Regions from separate parts of the Bos taurus genome. Here region 1 is linked to region 2. The links are chromatin contacts, called in public Hi-C maps. All regions are on one chromosome and are shown on one strand. Each heading gives the region's core, a stretch centred on a gene start, on an enhancer-like site or on the middle of the called end of the contact. The rest is flanking DNA. Distances are from core to core; before and after follow the strand shown. Region 1 has its middle 130 kb from the start of PPP1R3B. Region 2 holds the start of PPP1R3B (protein phosphatase 1 regulatory subunit 3B).

Region 1 (6,971 bases), core at 2,204-4,703, 130 kb after region 2:
CTTTTTATTTCATGGTTGCAGTCACCGTCTGCAATGATTTGGGAGCCCAAAAACATAAAGTCTCTCACCGTTTCCATTTTTTCACTATCTATTTGCCAAGAAGTGATGGGACTGGATGCCATGATCTTAGTTTTCTGAATGTTAAGTTTTAAGCCAATGATACATTGCAAAATGGAGAAGGCAATGGCAACCCACTCCAGTACTCTTGCCTGGAAAATCCCATGGATGGAGGGGCCTGGTAGGCTGCAGTCCATGGGGTCACTAGGAGTCGGACACGACCGAGCAACTTCACTTTCACTTTTCACTTTCATGCAATGGAGAAGGAAATGGCAACCCACTCCAGTACTCTTGCCTGGAAAATCCCATGGATGGAGGGGCCTGGTAGGCTGCAGTCCATGGGGTCGCTAGGAGTCGGACACGACCGAGCAACTTCACTTTCACTTTTCACTTTCATGCAATGGAGAAGGAAATGGCAACCCACTCCAGTACTCTTGCCTGGAGAATCTCAGGGACGGGGAGCCTGGTGGGCTGCCATCTATGGGGTCACACAGAGTTGGATACGACTGAAGTGACTTAGCAGCAGCACATTGCAAAATGTATATATTGCAAAATGATTACCACCATAGCATTAGCTAACACTTTATGATATTGTGATTTATAAGAGAAATAAATATTTGATCATTCACATGACCAAATATATACTTCTCATATATATTTGGTCTTCATCCACAGCTCCCAAAACCCTTGTAATTTTCTGCCACCACAACTGGGTTCATGCTAATGAAGGTGACTTTTAAATCCTACCCCAGAGTGAGGGCTGCTGCTGCTGCTGCTAAGTCGCTTCAGTCATGTCCGACTCTGTGCGACCCCAGAGATGGCAGCCCACCAGGCTCCCCCATTCCTGGGATTCTCCAGGCAAGAACACTGGAGTGGGTTGCTATTTCCTTCTCCAATGCATGAAAGTGAAAAGTGAAAGGGAAGTCGCTCAGTCGTGTCCAACTCCTAGTGACCCCATGGACTGCAGCCTACCAGGCTCCTCCATCCCTGGGATTTGCCAGGCAAGAGTACTGTAATGGGGTGCCATTGCCTTCTCCGAGAGTGAGGGCTAGTGGTCAGGAAAGCCAACCTTGTGATTACAGGTAGTAGTTACAGTCTCGCCCCTTGATTTCTGGGGCTGGAGGTTGAATCAACTGTCATCGGCCAATAATTTAGTCAATCATGACTGTGTAAGCCTCTGTAAACCTCCAAAGGACAGCTTTCTGACTCTTTTTCAGAGATCTTCCACCTTGCGGAATCAGAACACTTCTGTGTGCCTTTGTGCTGGGTCCCATGCTTCATGAAAACAGAAAGACCTCACCCTGTGTATCTTTTCATCTGACTGTTGATTCGTACCCATTAATATCCTTTTTTAATAAATCAGCATTCTAGAGAGTTCAAGGGTTTTCCTGAGCTCCGTGAGCCTTTCTAGTAAAATGAATGCAACCCAAGGAGCAGGTTGTGGGAAACTCTGAGATTCATATCCAGTCTATTAGAAGAAAGCACCCAGTTGTGTGATGGGCATCTGAAGTGGAGGGTGGTCCCATGGGACTGAGCCTTTTACCTGTGGAGCCTGATTCTATCTCCAGGCAAACAATGTCAGAATTAGGTTGACTTCTCAGACACTTGGCTGGCATCTGAGGCTTGCTTGTGGGTGTGGGGAAGTCCTCCACACAAGTTCAAATCGGGCCTGGAACACGTTTTCCAACTCCATCACATCAACCTTCTCATTTTATAAAGGGGTCAGTTAGTCCAAGAACACCTGGTAACTGTTCAGAACACAGAGAGAGTGACCCAGACTCCCAGCCCCTAGTCCAGTTCGTTTCTGTCATCCAGTGCCACCCCCCCCAAAGCTTTGAAATAAATGTCTGAGTGCTTTAAATAGGCATCTGCAGTTTATTATTATAGTGGAAAGTCTGAGTCTCCACTGTTCCTCTACGTGATTCCAGCAGCAAGCCCAGTGCCAGCTGAAATCACACTGCTGACTTGTAGCCAGGGTAGTTCTGTACTAGTTGGATCCCGGATACTCTTGACCAGAATGGCAACCACTCCAGGAGCTGGACTCCTGGCAGAGTGCGTGTCCAGGACCTGTGACGGGAATCCGAGTGGCCAGAATTCATGAAGGTGAAAGGGAGACGAGTGTCCCGTGAATGTAGCATTTTCAGAAACTGGGTTCAGCACACTGGTAAAGTGAGAATATTCTTAGCCCACTTCATGGAAATGGCTCACTTCTTCCTCTACTTCAGGCATCCACCCCAAGGAGACAATTGCCCTTGGAGGCAGAACAGTGAGGAAAGGTTGGGGTCCATGATGATAGCAAGGGGTTCCAATAAACAGAATGAGGCTCCAATGCAGAAAATCCTATGAGGATGGAAATGATGGATGTGGTGATCATGGAGGGAAATGGGCTGGGGGCAGAATCGAGCTGAGGGCAAAGGGAGAACCCTTTGGGAAGACATGGGGACCCCTTTACTCCTTCCAGGGCAGTGGAAGTGCTTTAAGCTTTCTAAGTCAGGGACACACATGGAATGGTGGTCTCAACATCAGACTCTAGTACTTTCTTCACTGAACGCTGCCCAGCCCTGTCTGGTTCCCGGAAGTATCCAGTTCATTCTAGTTCTGTTGGTACCTGGAATCCCAAAGCACCTGGAAGTGCCTGGGAGCAATGTCACGTTGGTATAGACAGCAACACAGGTGGTGATCAAAATGACTAACTATCAGGAAGTGGGGAGGGGGAGGCGGAGTCGGAGGCGGAGGGGGACGGGGAGCCTCTTCCAAGGTTGGAGGTACAGAGTGACCTGATGGTGACAGTAGAGGTCATCAGTGTTTGCAGGAAGATAAGCCTGGCTTCAGTTCAGTTCAGTCGCTCAGTCATGTCCAACTCTTTGCAACCCCATGGACTGCAGCACGCCAGGCCTCCCTGTCCATCACCAACTCCTGGAGTTTACTCAAACTCATGTCCATTGAGTCAGTCATGCCATCCAACCATCTCATCCTCTGTCATCCCCTTCTCCTGCCTTCAATCTTTCAGAAGCAGAAGCAGAAGATATTAAGAAGAGGTGGCAAGAATACACAAAAGAACTATACAAGAAAGATCTTCACGACCCAGATAATCACCATGGTAAGATCACTCACCAAGAGCCAGACATGCTGGAATGCAAAGTCAAGCCTGGCTTCACAGAGGCCATTTCCCAAGGACAACCTCAGGTGGAGTCCTGCCCTCTGCTTCTCATTGCCCAGGCATCTCAGCAATCTGGGGGCACAGACTGTCTACAAGGGGGTCAAAGAAAAGAGAAGGGACACTTAAAGCCAACTCCCAAGTCCTCCTTGGAGAAGCAACGTGATAGGTTTTGTCCCTTTAAGTCTGTGTGAGGCTGGAGGCCCTCCCCCCTCCGGAGGCTCTCCTCTGCCAGGAGCTGGGGCCAAGTCAGGAGTGAAGGCCAGACTTGGCGCGTTGACTGATGGCTCAGAGACGCACGGAGCTATCTGATGCTTCCTGAGGGTGCCTGCGTGGACCCCTCATGAGAGGGACGGCGGAACCGAGTCTGCCAGGCCCCCACCCTTGGAGAGCTCTCTCATGTCTGACCCTGGGGGCTGCCCCACACAGCTGAAGGCAAAGTTAGTTCCTGCTAGCTCTGGCCGGAGCAGCAATCCACTGGAGAAGAGCCCACTTCATCTCCTCTCATTCGTGTTCAACATGAGCAAGTAAACGGACACAATTCAAGCAAAATAGAAAAGTTGAAAGAACTTGTTTGTACAAGGAAGACGGATGAAGAGGATAGCTATTCACACCGCCCCTCCTTTTCACCCCAGGACCTGTACGTTCAGGAAGAAGGCCTATTCTCCAGGGAAAGGAGAGGAGATGGGCAATATTTTTTTGTTGTTTGTTTCAGAGCACAAGAAAACTCAGGAAGCCTGGTCCAACTATGAAATGTGAATTATCATACACCAATAAATCTCATTTTTAATTTGCCCACTCTCCAACCCAGAGAAAGAAGAATCCAGAAGAATCTGCTCTAGATAGCCTGTCTCTCCAAAGAAATGCCAAGAATGTTTAAAGGGTGCAAGGTTTCCACCATAAGATACTCTGAAAGTCAGAAGCAGGAAAAATGGAGAAGGATGAAGCAATCCTTAGTAAAAACTGCCTACCCGACTGCTTCTCTATTCACTGAAGCCTGGGATGGTGGCTGCAACATGACAAGTAGTGGGCATTCATCTCTTTTTATTCCCACCTTTGGCTTAACAGGTTTCCAGGGAGTGAAGACTCAGGGATTAAAGGATAGGCAAATTCCCTCTAGAAATTCCACACAAAACAGGAAAAGTCAGTAGATTCTGGAATAATTTTCATCATGTCATCTGGGGTTACCTCCAAGTTGCAGGTTTTTATGGAGTTTTCCTTTGCTTTTTATATATATTTTTTCTGGATTATTTGAAATTTTTCTTTATAATAAAACTGAACTATGTTATAATCAGGAACAAAGTAAAGCATAGATGCAACTGTGGTTTTCTTCTTCTTCCAGAGACCTCAGTAAAATAAAAACACAGGGATAAACTTAACAGTCAAAATAACTAGAAGAGACAGTGAAGGACAGACCCCAACACATTTTCAGAAGAAGGGAATAAAAGCCCACTGATGGATAATCAGATCTCAGAAGCCATATTGCAGAATGGGGGTGGGGTGGGGGATGGGGTGGCAGAGGAGAGAATTCCAATTGTCTGCAGATGCACGAGCCAGTTGGTGGTACCCTACAGGCTCCTCACCCACCTCTGAGTCTGGACCCTTGACAGCCAAGCAGAAATCAGAGCTCCCTTTTCTCCAGTTATTGATATCCTTTCTGAGAAGTAGCACTTTTAGAGTAAACACTCTAAAAAGTGCTCGGGTAAACAACTCCCTCCCCGCCCAGTTTTTGACCCTTGAGAGCCTCCTAGCCAGACTCCTCTTTGTGCTCAACCAAAGTGACGCCTGCTTGTCAACAAGCCCCATAAAACAGCAGCATGATGGCCACTGTGAAAGGGTCATGAATGGAATCCAGCCACCTAGCGCACGCTTCCTGATTAGGCGACCATAGTATCGACAGAATCTTGGCTCAGCATCTGCCTGTGTGTATGGGGAAAAAATTGATTGATGTATTAATGCTTTCAGTTTATATTAACATAAAGTTGACTGGTTTCCCACCTTGAGAATCAGCCTGATAGAACACAGAAGTCTTACATATGGTTATAGGAAAAAATGTAATATGATCAACCTCAACAGTGTAAAAACAAATTCCAGCTGTCAGAAAATGAGAAGAATATGGGGAGAAGAAGGGTGGGGTGCTCATATCTTAATCTCATTTTGTTGGGGATCAGGAGGCACCTTCTATGTCTATTGGTGCTGCCCTTATGGGAAGTAGTATGGAGTTTCATCAAGAAATTAAAAATTGAACTTCCATATGACCCGGCCATCCCACTTCTGTGCGTATATCCAAAGGAAACAAAAAGAAGATCTGAAAGAGGGACCTGCTCTCCCATCATTGCAGCATTTTTTTTTTTTTTTTTTTTACAAAAGTCAAGACAAGGAAACAAGCTAAGTGTCTACCAGTGGATGAATGGACAAAGAAGATTTGGTGTATATATGCCAGAAATAGAACTCCTGCGAGTGACAAGAACATTTCAGTAGGTTAGTTTCAGGTGATTGGATAGTTTGATGGGCTGTGATTTCCAATTTTCACTGCTAAACTTTCAAATCTCATTAAAACAGCTCTTTGTTGCTATTTGCTGAGTTCAATCAGCAGTGATTCAGCAAATAAGCGGACACAGCAGGTTCCCTCTTGGCAAGTAGAATCAGGGACCTCCAAAGTAGACAACTGAGAAGGAAAAGTGTGGTTTCAGAGCTAAAGCATGGGGAACGCCTTCCTAAGGATTGTCTTCTGTCGATCTTAATTGATCTTTATACGTGAATGACTCTGGAAGGAAAAGAAGACTCTTTCTTCTCCCTGATGTTGCAGTGTTTGCACTGGCAGCAGTCCGGGACGAGTGCATTGCTCAGGAGTTTGGAAATGTCTGTAAATGTCTGATGCAACCTGGTGTCCTGAAGAACATTAATTTTAAAAAAAAAGTTCTGGACTAGGAAGTGTCGCTTTTAGATTTAGAGCTGCCTTTAATCCCCTCGCTGGCCCTTACCTAGGTTTTTTAAAGTTTTTCTTAGCATCTGGCCAGAAGAATCATGAGGAAAACATTGCAATGGCTCCAAATTTATTGCATGTCTCCCAGGGGCAAGGGATCATGTTGGTGCTAAGTCAGATGGAGTCGTCTCTCAAGTGGCTCTCCGTCTAAAGACGGAAGTGGGATGGGACTCTGAGAACTATAACTCAAGGGCCAAAGAAAGAAGGACCCTGAGAAAGGCAAGGCAGGGACAAGTCCTACAGAAAGAGCTAAAGATCCACGTGCTCCTTCTGGTAAGACTTGCAGATTTCCAACGTGGATGTGTCTAAGGACCCCCGTGATAGTGACAGAGGGAGATTAGGCAGCTTTGGGGTGATCTGAGGAGACAGGGACTTGTATGAGAATGTAGGGGAAGACTGGCCTTTAGGGTTGGGTTTTTTTTTTTTTTTTGATGTGGAAGGACCATTTTTTAAGTTTTTATAGAATTTAAAGTTTTTATAGAATTATACAATATTGCTTCTGAATTATGTTTTGGATTTTTGGCCTCCAAGCATGTGGGACCTTGGATCCCTGACCAGGGATTGAACCCACACCCTCTTCGTTGGACAGTGAAATCATAACCACTGGACCACCAGGGAAGCGTCTGGCCATAGGCTTGAGTCATTGTGGAAACAGGACCTGAGAGGACCGATCAAAGGCAGATGTAAAGAGAGCCAGCCCCTCAGTGCGGTGACCTCCCCTCCCTGACCTTGACTCCTGCCTTTGGTCTTCGTGTGTATCTCGAGTGTGCT
Region 2 (7,353 bases), core at 3,209-5,708:
ATATATGCACAGAATAAAGACTAGAGATATACTTAAAACTGCCAAAATATCAAGGTGATGGGATTTCAGGAAATTTCTGTTTTCCTGATTTGTACTGTCTTATCTTTTCTAAAATAATAGAACTTCTCTAACCAAGAAAACAGAATGAATATAGTAAAACATCTCAGATATCTTAAGATTTGCCAAAATTCACCCAACACTATTGTCACACTAGAGCCAAGCTATTTGAATTTCTATTTACCATGGCAAATTGATATCCTGATTTGACAGTTCCAAAGGGCTAACTGAAGAAGTCAGTGATGAAATCTGGATTAAAATCTTTGGTCTGAGAATCACAGAACACAGGATCTGGATTAGTTGCCAATCACATCTTCCTGCATGGCAAAGGCTCTAGTGTGGCAACAGTGTGTGGTGGTATGTTGGGGTACCAACTCTCAGGCCTCCCCTCGTCTCCCCTCCATGGGGGTTGCTGTGCTGTGGATTGATGATGGTAGTTCAGGAGAAAGACTGGCAAAATGTTGCTCATCTTCTGACAAGAGTGGAGATCACTGGTCTCACATACAATACCAGACCCATAAATAATATCTGCTCTTCAGCTTGATTTTGATGATCAAATATATAAAGAAAAATGAGAAAGTATGAAGACATATTGGGTTTGATCCCATTTTCCAAAACAAACAAAAACAGCACTTCCTTGGGATGCAGGAATCACTTAGTAATGACCAAGTGGAGAAACCCACACGTTCAGAGACAAAACAATAAACACAAGTACCTGTATTAGTCTGAAATGGCCCAACCTTTCTAAATGTTTTTATCTTAATTTATAGCCAGAAAGTAGCCATCAAGATGCATTTTAAAGGATATCTGTGTTACTGTTTCTCCTCTAACACAGTGAAACAAGTGAAAATTTTAGGAGCAAATTGGCTATTATATTTGTTTACACCCATGCAATTGTTCTGGAAAGGCAAGTTCTGACTGAACTGGGCAAGACAGCTTTAAAAAAAAAAATGTCAGTGGGGGGTTCACTAAGGGGTTCAATGTAAAACAAACAAACACCAAAAAACCCTATGCCTAAAAAGTAATTCAATTTTTCTTTTCCTCTGTTCATTGCAAAACTCTGTTAGAATGCATTGGAATCATTCAGTTCTACTTTTAACACAGGTAGCTTTTGTTTTTTGAATGAATTGTTAATTAAAAATAACCAAACAGCAGGCAAAGCCACATATCCCAGCCCTTCCTCCTCTGCCCACCCCTGACAACCTGGGTATGAACTAAGGGAGGAAGGGTTCCTCCTCGGCCACAGCAGCTTCCTCCTGGCCTGAGTCAGCACAAGGTCAACTGCAGGCTCTCTACGTGCTTTCCCGCACCACCTTAAAACAGATCATTAGAAAATGATTGGGGAGCTCTCAAAATATTTTGGAAACAGAATTCTGACACAAGCAGATCAGCGAAAGCAATTGCACACTTGCTGCTGCTGCTGCTAAGTCGCTTCGGTCGTGTTCGACTCTGTGCGACCCCATAGACAGCAGCCCCCCAGGCTCCCCCGTCCCTGGGATTCTCCAGGCAAGAACACTGGAGTGGGTTGCCATTTCCTTCTTCAGTGCATGAAAGTGAAAAGTCAAAGTGAAGTCGCTCAGTCGTGTCTGACTCTTAGCGACCCCGTGGACTGTAGCCTACCAGGCTCCTCTGTCCATGGGATTTTCCAGGCAAGAGTACTGGAGTGGGGTGCCATTGCCTTCTCCTGCACACTTGCAGTCAACTGCAATTGCTCTCAAGTTCTAACCCCGCCAGTTGGAGAGGCTTAGTTGAAAGCCTTGGTAAAGTTTCAGTATTTGGACCCAGAGGTATAAATGTACCCCTGGGATCCCTTTTATCATCGAGCTTTAAGAACAGGGGGTTGGGGGGTTAAGGAGGTAAGGCTGGAGTCAGAGCCAGACTCCACTGGCACGGTGGACTGGAACTAAACAAACAATTCCACTGGCACTTTCCAGAGTGGAATTGGTTGTGTGACTTTCTCCACGAAAGGCAAAAGGAAGGTGAACCACCTGGGGGCCCAGGTGTTCCTCTTGGGCTCCGGCCCAGAATCCCTTCACTTTTTCAGTGTCGCCAGCGCTGGAGGGGAGGTCACTAACCCCTGTGGCCTCAACAGAGGGTGCAGTCTGACTCTTGGCTCCCTTGTCTGTCCTCACAGGTAGATTCCAGTTTTTATTCACCAGATCATTCTCCAAGAACTGGTGCACCAAAGTGCTGGTTTGGTGTAAGCCTTCCTGATCTTCTGCTCAGAAACTCCCTGATGGACCCTGACCACGATGACCAACACCCAGACACACTCCTGTCACTGGAGACACGCAAGGTAATCAGAGCTTCCTAAGTTCCTGAAAGGCAGGCACCTGGATAGGTGCTTTAATCCTTAAATGGCATGAAAATGATCAGTTCCAACACAGGATGCGTTGGGCTGTACTCATGCCCTCTCTTATGAGAGACTCTTTGGGAGCTCTGCCCTTTCCCTCGCCCAAGCCAGGTAATATGAGTCACCAAGGTTGGTCAGGGAAAAAAAAAACCAGAAGGAGATGTGGACACACAACTGAACCAGCAGAGATGACATCGGACCTGGATACCAGTTCTTTGCAGGACAAGGTCACGAGACTGTGAGTAGCTGTTACTCAGACCAGCAGGGATTCTCAAAACTTTTGCTTCCAAATAGATGCCTAGGAGATCAGTCTTGCCCCATGAGAGACTGGACGTGTCTAAGGGTACATTTCAGTGTTTCTGGTCAAAAAGAGGACAAACCCTAACACTCCATGCAAATCAGAAAGAACATGGAGAGTTTTGCATAAAAGTTTTCCCTGTTCCACTAGTAACAAACAACACACCCTCTCAAGACAGCTGGCAAGGGTTACGTGTAATGGTGATTCTTCTCTAAAATCTATCAACTTGTACAGAAAATAACCCTATAACCTTCACAGTTTCAAGCAGCTGAACTACTGACTCTCTGGCTGTGCCTTTTATAGAAGGCAAATCTTTTTCTTTTGTATTGAGGCCAACACATTGCCTCCCCCATTCTCTTGCACTCTGATAAGAAAAGACAGAAATATCAGACGCACCAATAACTCACCAGGAACACTGAAGCTACGTTGTGAAGCTAAGCGTTGACAACCAAGTTACCAGGTATAATTTTTGTTTTAAAGATGTGGCCACCTACGCCTTTGGCATTTCTCTATTTGCTCCCAAAAGGTTTGGCTGCCATAGTGTGAACAAAGTTGGCATCTTTCCCATGGTACTCTGACCATGGGGCTGTTATTCGCAGCCCTAGATGCCACTTGGACTCCTCTATTCTGTCACCGCCATCCAAAGCATCTCTGAGATAAATATCTGTGGATGAGGTTGCATGTTATAGGAAAGAGATAAGTTAAAATGGCACAGTGTTTGCATCTAGAAGTGTCCAATATGAAATACAGCACACTGGCCTAGGAATGCCTACACGTGGCTGTGGCTATGCTATGCTAAGTCACTTCAGTCACGTCTGACTCTGTGCGACCCCATAGACGGCAGCCCACCAGGCTCCCCCGTCCCTGGGATTCTCCAGGCAAGAACACTGGAGTGGGTTGCCATTTCCTTCTCCAATGCATGAAACTGAAAAGTCAAAGTGAAGTCGCTCAGTCGTGTCCGACTCTTAGCGACCCCATGGATTGCAGCCTACCAGGCTCCTCTGTCCATGGGATTTTCCAGGCAAGAGTACTGGAGTGGGGTGCCATTGTGGCACTCAGGGCAAATTACTCAAACTCTCTGGGCTTGAGCTTCTCCCCTGAGATCCCTTTGAGCTCTGACATTCTGGGTTGCTGATATTGCCTGATGGTTCTTCTTTTCCCACTAACTTTTCCCTAAATACCTCAACTTTACTTTTGGGGTAAATCCTCCAGCTGTCTTCACTTTAGTCTTGGCTCCTGGACAACCCTGCCAAATGAACCATTTCCTCTTCTCCTCTGCACCCCAGCCTGAAGGCCTTCCTCTGGCTTCTCCTGGGCCGTGGGTCTCCCAGGGAGGCCTGGCCACACACACCACAGGCCCCAACATCTTCTAGCAACTCTCCAAGTTCTCAATTTTCTCCTCTTCTGCAGCAAACAATACCAGGAGAGAGCCCAAACCTTCTAGTATGTTCTGGGCTCTCTGCTCCCTCTTTTGCACTGAGTCGCTTCCACACCTCTTTCTCTGGACTCAAAACGGACAGGAACAGGACACGGGGGCAGGCCGGGGCGTCCTGGCTTCAAAGATCCCACAGGTCACTGTCGCCTGGGTCCAGCCAGGCCCGGGCTGCGCCCCGCCCCCAACCCCTCCCAGAGATCCTTCGCCGGGCGGGAACCCACCTGTGGGGCCGCGGGGAAGCCCCCTTTCCAGCTGGCTCGCTGCATCGGAGAACCCGGAGGGAGGTGGCAGGGGAGGCTGCCGCCACCAGACTACGTGAGCCTCGGTGTGTGTCCGGGAGGCAGGGCTTGGGCTGGGTTCCCGGAGTTGTGACCGGCAGGGGGAGGAAGACGACGAGGAGGAGGAGCCCTAGTTATCACACCAGGGCGGGGCGGCGGGGCCACCCCGGACGGAGAGGCGCCGCGAGAGCGTCCCCGCGCGGCCACCTCGACCCCGCCGGCCCAGGACGGCCCGTCTGGGGGCCGGGGACCCGAGGTGGCTCGGCTCCGAGTGGCCCCAGCCGCCGGTGCGCTCCGTGTCCCGTAGCCCTCGGCGACCTGAGAGATCACCCAGTGTTTCCCTACGTTGTAACGGGCAATCGAGGCGGCGTGAGAGACGCAGCGACTTTCCCTTCTGCTCAAGATCCCAGGGCTCAGCTCTAGGAGTGTCGGTTCCCAGGCGGAAAAGCCTAGTGTCAGGTTCGAACTCGGCACAGTAGGGACCAAGAGTGGTCTGGACTCCCAGCCCCAGCCTCCCATCGTGGCCAGGACCCCCAATCGGTGCATCACGTGGGTCCGGCCAGGCTCCATCCAACCTCTGGTCCCTGCATTGCCCTCTCCACGAGGAAGCAACAGTTTCCTCAAGCCCTTCTAGAGTGTCCCATGCCCAGAGTGTAACTGCAAGCTGGCCTAAGAAAGTGTGTGAGGCAGGCACCAGAGGGGGTCCCTGATGCGTGCCCTCGTCGCCGTTTCTGTGGTCGGGCACCTGGCCTTGCGGGCTTGGTGGGGGACGTACCTGGTACAGCTCATAAGCCCCGAGGTGCGGAGGCGCCAGCCTGCGGCAGCATCCCAGCCAGGGTGGCGGGGGCAGCGGCGGCGACAGCAGGAGCGGGGGCCGGGGCTCAGGTGGGCGCCCTCCGCGGGCAGCCGCATCCGTCCGTGCGCTAGAGCAGCCCTCCCGCCTCCTCCCTGCGGCCCCTCACCTGGGACTCCAACTTCTAGCCGCCGCGCGGCTCCCTTTAACTTTCAGGCCACCTCTCCCCACTCGGGACGCCTTCCCAGACCCCCCTTTCCCGTGAACGCCCCCCGCAGCCAATGGGCGCGCCCGAGACGCGCGCCGTCCACCAATAACCGCGGAGCCGCGGTCCCACCCCCCCCACCCCCGCCCCCCCCCAGCACCGCCGCGCCACGTGATAGGCTGCGCGCCCAGAGCGATAGGGCCGGGTTCCAAGGGCTGGGAAGAGGGCGGTGGGTCACAATTTCATCCGAAGCCGGGGGAACGGGCGCCAGGGGGCAGAGGCACTTGCCTGCTGCACGGCTTCCCGTTACAGCCAGAGGGCTGGACGCCGGCGCCTGGCACAGTTCCTACTGCCTAGGCAAAGTCCTAGCCGGGAAAAGTCACCCTACGCGCGCGGACGGGATTGCAGAGCCATTCACCCGTCCCGTCGGCCCCGCCTTTGTCTTACTCTTCAGCCACGGGGTTCACAGGTGACCGCTAGTTCCTCCATCACACGTGGAGCCCAGAGGAGCCCGGAGAGAATGCCAAATGTGTTTCCCTCCGTTTTAGGTGGAGCCTTGTCGGGATCAGTATCCCCAGCTTCTAGGATACTGTTGAAAATAAGTAATTACTGAACGCTTGCTTTGTGCCGATCACGGTCCGGGTGTCCCTGTGAATGGAATACAGTAAAATCCTTTTAATAAAGTTGTTATTGAGGCAAAGGACCAATACCCATCTCAGAATATTGCATATATAGTTGAGGGTTTCTCAGGTAGGTATTGGAGAAAACAACAGCACCGCACTCCAGTATTCTTGCCTGGAAAATCCCGTGGATGGAGGAGCCTGGTAGGCTGCAGACCATGGGGTCGCTAAGAGTCGGACACGACTGAGCGAATTCACTTTCACTTTTCATCTTCATGCATTGGAGAAGGAAATGGCAACCCACTCCAGTATTCTTGCCTGGAGAATCCCAGGGACAGGGGAGCCTGGTGGGCTGCCGTCTATGGGGTTGCATAGAGTCGGACATGACTGAAGTGACTTAGCAGCAGCAGCAGCAGCAGCAGCAGGTAGGTATATTTCCGAGGAAACTACCTAACTTGAATCTGTATGAACGGATTCAACCTGTATCTACAGGGCCTCCTTGATCTCTGGGCTTCAGCTTGAGATCTGTAGAGAATGATGAGTTTAGAATAGAGTTTAGAAGCCCCTCCACCCATATGAGATCAATTTAATATGCATGCAGCAGCAGCAGTCATAGATATCATTTCCTTGGTGACCAGCTCTGAGCTAACCACTTTAGGGATGAGGATCCCAGTTTTCCAGGTTTATTGAATTTTGGAAATTAATATAGGATTACCAGCTTTTTAAAGTGCCAATTAAAAATATAAACAAGTCCTACCATCTTCTGTTACCACCTTTTATTTTTGAAAGAAATACTCTATTCTTGCTTGGAGAATCCCATGGGTTTGCAAAGAGTTGGACACTACTGAGTTCACATGCACACACTCTTTAACAGCAACAACAAAATACAGGAAGGGCCTAATCTCAGTAGAGGCTAGTCCTTCATATTGCGTATATTTAGCTTTATAAAAATTTATTATGTTGACCATAGCATATGGGAATTTCTGCTATAAGAGATTTAAAAGCAGCTTCTAACTTTACTAGCAATGTAAGACAAAAACTCTGGTCCATTACAATAATGTAGTTGGAGTCTTCGGTGCTATAGAGAGCTTCCTCAGACTCAGTCTTCCTGTCTGAAGGGTGATCATTAGTCCTCTTCCTTCTCTTTCAGTGGATAAATCTAATTAAGGACCACCTGGGAAATTAACTATTGCTAGGCAGTTGGCAAATGAAATTCCTATGCAATAATTCCTTTGCCAACTCTAAACACCCTTTTATTAGCTGATGAGAAGTTTGAAAATTTATGAAGCCAAGTGCTGCCTACATTTCTCAAGT

Evidence for each region. Hi-C and Micro-C count contacts between places; a contact is called where the count stands out from the background.
Region 1: a contact with region 2 is called in a Hi-C map of liver, with 2.5 times the contacts expected there. The contact joins the enhancer-like site here to the promoter of PPP1R3B in region 2. A contact is called at or near these places in 2 of 11 Hi-C or Micro-C datasets (liver and skeletal muscle).

The regions. Positions count from the first base shown.
Region 1 is chr27:25,315,843-25,322,813 of ARS-UCD2.0, forward strand. No RefSeq gene overlaps it. Among named protein-coding and RNA genes, the nearest start is that of PPP1R3B, 130 kb to the left of the region's middle. Within about 2 kb of position 3,454, at least 17 of the 102 cell types and tissues checked have an H3K27ac peak or open chromatin away from gene starts, as enhancers often do. A contact at or near this core is called in liver and skeletal muscle, where this site is marked.
Region 2 is chr27:25,184,817-25,192,169 of ARS-UCD2.0, forward strand. It overlaps PPP1R3B (protein phosphatase 1 regulatory subunit 3B), which reads right to left and starts at 4,459. Exons shown (of 2, transcript NM_001103247.1): 1 at 4,365-4,459.